2 separate regions of the Sus scrofa genome follow, and region 2 is linked to region 1. Evidence: chromatin contacts called from public Hi-C data. All regions are on one chromosome and are shown on one strand. Each heading gives the region's core, a stretch centred on a gene start, on an enhancer-like site or on the middle of the called end of the contact. The rest is flanking DNA. Distances are from core to core; before and after follow the strand shown.

Region 1 (2,584 bases), core at 40-2,539:
TACAGCATAAGGTAGGTGTTCGCTCAACATTTCATGCAGGCCCTCTTTGTGCTAAAATGGCCATATGTTTGATCAATAGGAGTCGGGAACAAAGTACCCTGGGTCAAGAGTTGAGTAACTTGGTCAATTCTCTGCCCACACAGTTCAAATACTCGAGAATGTTTATTGCCGGGTTTTTTTTAGGTCACGGAACATAATGTCTAGCTGGAGGTACTATTCATTTTAGAAAAAAAGTTTTTGCATTTAAGTTTGGCTGGTTAGTTACAATAAGATGGGTAGAATTATGAAACTCTAACTTTTAGGCATTAGTTATCTGAGCAATTACTGAGGTCAAAGCCTCCTGGACCTCTGAATCTGCTATGACGGAAATCAAGATTAAGTCCCTCCTTCCCTAAGTGATAAGAGATTCACTATCAAAGGGAACAAGATATGGACCAACAGGGCCCACAGCAGTGTTTATCAAGACATGAGTTCCAGTTCTGTACATGCTGCTACAGAGATTCAGGTCAAGCTTCACTAATTATTTCCTTCTCTGAAAATGGGAGATGGTAGTTGATTACCTTTAAAGTTCCTTCCAGCAGTAACAAACTAACAATCTGGCATCCTAAATACCAACTACCCAGATACCCTTTCTGAACTTTGAAGAGACCCTCCTTTCCCCAGCCCTCAGACACTGCCTGGGCCACAGAAGATGACTCTGCTTTAACAGGTTCATGGTACAGGTTGACCTGGCGCTTAAATTGTATTTCATGGTGGATTTGAGTATAAAAATCACTTAAAATAATTTTTCATTTAATAATTTTAAAAAATCTGATTGCAGAAAGTATATAGTTGAGGTTTTTTTTCTTTAAGGATGCTTCCAAAGGATAGATACCTCTAAAGAAATCCCCTCTAGCGTCTATGTTAATGGCTGTTATTGATGTAGTGTTGGTTTTAAGAGATCTCAATGAATTAGAGAGAACTTCTTTTTCTCTCTCTTTTAAGGTAAGCCTGTTCATGTAGCTGCTTGCTGGCAGCCTTTCGGTAGACATGCCAGAGATGAAATGAAATGCAGATGGGGGGGAGTCCTTCTGTGTTGGAGTTATCTAGGTTGACCTTGTTCCTACTCCTTTAAAAGGGTAACAGTAAAGCCCTTTGAGCAGAGAGGAACTTTAGGGGAGAGGAAATTGGCCTCCATAGGCAGTCTGATACTTATCTGTAAGTTTGGTTTGCTCAATGGCTGCTGCCTAGCTTGTGAGGCTTTAAGAGTAAAAGAGTGACAAAGAACAGAATACCAATAGGTCATCTCTGAGCCTTGCCCTGTTTGTTCCTCCAACAGAGGACCTGATGGAGTTGTTCAAACTAACTGAAGATAAGAGGCATTTGGTTTGTCAATAAACAACTAGGAAAGCATAGATCTCAGCAAACTAAATAAAAAAAAAAAAAAAAAAAGGACTGAGTCACAAACTCATAAATGTTTAACTTCTCCAGGGTCACCATTACTGGAAATTAGTTATTTGGGCCTTATTTCCAACAGGTCTTAAAAATATAGACATTGTATTATATCTTTACTTAACTGTTATTGTTAGTCTCATCATTTTGAATAAGAGGAATAAAGTTTTCACAATGGTGAATCATTGCTCTCAGGTTATTTTAAAAAGTCTTACCAACTAACCAATATGAAAATGATTATTAAGATTTTGAATCTAGGTGCTCCTGTCGTGGCTCAGTGGAAATGAATCTGACTAGAATCCATGAGGACACAGGTTTGATCCCTGGCCTCGATCACTGGGTTAAGGATCCAGCATTGCCATGAGCTGTAGTGTAGGTCACAGATGTGACTCAGATCCCACGTTGCTGTGGCTATGGCACAGGCCAACAGCTGTAGCTCCAATTCAACCCCTATCCTGGGAATTTCCGTATGCTGCAGGTGCAGCCCTAAAAAGACCAAAAAAAAAAAAAAAAAAAAAAAAAAAAAGATTTTGAATCTAAATAATGTAAGTGATATCATTTCAGATTTCTTGTCTTTAAATCACATGTAGCAAAAGCAAAGTGGGATGATAGTTGAGATTTAATTGACCTTACAAATAATGGTCACAGTTTCTTTACTTTCTGGACAAAAATATGCTACATGCGCAACATCCCCACGGCTGTTTAGTGCACTTCTCTTAAAGATGAGCTAGGGCTCAAGACTACAATTGAAAACATAGGATTTCAAGCCAGCACTTGAAGTTTTAGACAGAAGAAAAGCTTCTGTAGTTTCTATTACTGAGTAAATACCGCTAAGTCACCTGTTTCTTTTCCTCTCCTCTCCTTTACTATCCTCGTCCTGTGGCCTCAATAGCAGGATTAAGCTTAACAGAAGGCAGTAAAGGTCATTTGTGCTCTCGTTCTAAAACTTATCTTAATAGACATTTAACTGTCATAATTTTTTAAAAGACTTTAGAGCAGTTGTAGCCTCACAGCAAAACTGAAAGAAGATGTAGAGATTTCAAATGTACCCCCAACCCCCACACACGCGCAGTCGCCCCTAACAGCAACATCCCTACTGGAGTGGGGCATCTGTTACAGTCGATGGACCTGTATTCACACTTTCTCCCTCAAA
Region 2 (2,584 bases), core at 25-2,524, 320 kb before region 1:
TTGCTTCCTCTCTCTGCTCTCTGCAAGAAGATGGTCATTTGCAAACCAGAAAGAGAGTCCTCACCAGAACCCAAGCACCTGGCACCCTGGTCCTGGACTCCAGATGTTTGTTGTTTAAGCCACCCAATCTATGATATTTTTGTTCTAGCGGTCCAAACTGACTAAGGCACCTCCTAACACAGGAGCGTTGATGGTGCAACTCGTAATAATTTAACACTTTGCCTTCATCCACCCCTCAGCATGAAAATGCAATATGCAGGGGATGAAGAGATGGGGGATGATTTATGTTTACTTTCTTTCCTTCTTATAGCCACTCACAGTTTTACCAAATACAGCTTGAAAAAAAGTAAATTTATGAAGCTCACCAGTAAAGGTGAATTAAAAGGGAAAGAGAGGGAGTTCCCACATCAGTGCAGTGGGTTAAGGATCCAGCTGTGTTTCTGTAGCAGCTTGGGTTGCTGTGGAGGCAAGTGTTCAATCCTTGACCTACTGCAGTGGGTTAAGGATCTGGCATTTCCGCAGCTGTGGTATAGGTCACTGCTGTGGCTTAAATTTGACCCCTAGTCTCCATCCCTGGACTGAGAACTTCCATTTGCCATGGGTACAGCCATAAATACATAAATTAATTAAATAAAGAGGGAAGAAAGAAGACATTTTTATTTCTTTCGTGAGGTCTGGTGACAAACTCTTTTGACCTTACACTGAATCCCTAAATTATTTCTATTCTACAATTGCCTCAGTTCCCTCTACCTGCCCCTTCCCCTCACCAACCACAGCTAAAATCTGGGGATGCACATGCTGATAAACCTAGTCCTGGGGCCCTCATAGAAATAGTCATTAAGAATTACCTCTCCCTTTGCCAACTGCTAAATGAACCAGTCATGGTGTATACTGGGACCAGATTGCAGATCTGTCTCAGAATGCACGGCTAATCCTCTCCTTCCTCCCATGGATAGGCCGACACGTCCAGGCTCTCCTTTCTGAATGTTAGTCTTAGCCCATCAGAAGCATGCACCCTACAAGAATTATAGCTTTATCCTTGATCTTGGGGAACCCCAGTCATATCCTGTCAAGAGGGTAACCGAGCAGAGGGATGGGAGAGGGTACTAAAGAGAGGATAGGACTGGGATAGTTAATCTATAATCTATCATAAGATTTGACCAAGCATCTCCAGGTGTGTGATTAATTCCTTTAAGCTGGAGAGATATGGGAAAGCTGATTACATACTGGGTTTCCATTTGGCCTATTGCTTACTGAGCAATAGGTCAAGCCCCGTTTAGCTGACCTTTGGAAGATCTTTCTTCCTGGAGGGCCAGTCCAGCAGGTAGGAAGCAGTGTTTAGAGACTGGCAAGTGTGACTTGGGGTTTCTGTCTCCATCTGATCTACATATTGGTAATATTTGTGAGTCAGAAAGTTAGGAAATTCCCATGTGCTTCATTTTTATCTGTCTTGGACTAGATTTGTGAGTTGCCATGAAGAAACTGACCAACCAATACAGTTCTCCCTCTCCTCCCCCCCACATGCTGCTACGTGCAGGACGAGGGCTGCAGGCTGATGTCAGTGCCCCTTCCTCTGACCTACTTCATGCTTCCCTGATGCCCTTTCTTCTTGGCAGCTCAGCGGCTGAGCAGAGGCCCCAGGCCTGTGACATTGTGGCACAAAATGCTGGGAAATCACAGTGAGAGCCCTGGCTGCCTTGTCCCCAGAACCCTGCCTACAACCTTAGCCTGACCCTCCAGGCTCCTGGTCCAGACTCACCCCTCATTGGGAAATTGAGTCCAGCATGGCAGGCCATGCACTATGAATCCCCCTGCTCTAACCTGATGCTCCGATTCTGGTAACTTGGCTTCTGCATTGACCTGTGACTCAACTGAGTCATTGTGTTGTCACTCTGGAGTTCTTTCTCTGCCCTGAGTCTCAGTTTGTTTAAGCCTAAGGTCATTCCTCTGAACTTTAGTTTCTTGGCTAAAACTTCATATGTAGCTTCCAGACTTCCCCTATTTTGATCATCATCCAAATAGGCTACTTGGTTCTGAACTTGTGTTTTGCCTTTTGCTTGGTGCTCATCTGCTTATCCATCAAGGCTGCTGCCTCCCCAGGCTCACTCTCCCCAGATCTGACCCCCCCTTTTCACTTAGGTGAACCTCCCAAGTTGCCATTGTATGGGAAACCTACAGATGGGGAGGGTCGTTGTTTACTAGCTCTAATTCTTGTTTATTTAAAAAAAATTTATCTAAGTATAGTTGATTTATAATCTTGTGTTAGTATCTGCTGCATAGGAAAAGGTCTCAGTTATATCTAGATATTCTTTTCCGTCATGGTTTATCACAGGATATCGAATATAGTTCCTTGTGCTATACAATAAGACCTTGCTGTTTATCCATTCTAGGTATAATAGTTTGCCTCTGTTTTTAATTATTTATTTTATTGAAGTATAATTGATGTATAATGTATTAATTTCTGCTGTATAACAAAGTGACTCTTTTTCGTATTCTTTTCCATTATGGTTTATCACAGGATATTGACTATAGCTCCCCATTCTACTAGATCCAATTCTTATACTCTACCATTTGCCCTGCTTCT

Evidence for each region. Hi-C and Micro-C count contacts between places; a contact is called where the count stands out from the background.
Region 2: a contact with region 1 is called in a Hi-C map of liver, with 2.8 times the contacts expected there. The contact joins two enhancer-like sites. A contact is called at or near these places in 3 of 47 Hi-C or Micro-C datasets (liver and skeletal muscle).

Annotation. Positions count from the first base shown.
Region 1 is chr15:117,710,851-117,713,434 of Sscrofa11.1, reverse strand. All of the region lies in intron 15 of FN1 (fibronectin), which reads left to right. Among named protein-coding and RNA genes, the nearest start is that of FN1, 25 kb to the left of the region's middle. Within about 2 kb of position 1,289, at least 5 of the 83 cell types and tissues checked have an H3K27ac peak or open chromatin away from gene starts, as enhancers often do. A contact at or near this core is called in liver, where this site is marked.
Region 2 is chr15:118,035,676-118,038,259 of Sscrofa11.1, reverse strand. No RefSeq gene overlaps it. Among named protein-coding and RNA genes, the nearest start is that of MREG, 240 kb to the left of the region's middle. Within about 2 kb of position 1,274, at least 2 of the 83 cell types and tissues checked have an H3K27ac peak or open chromatin away from gene starts, as enhancers often do. A contact at or near this core is called in liver, where this site is marked.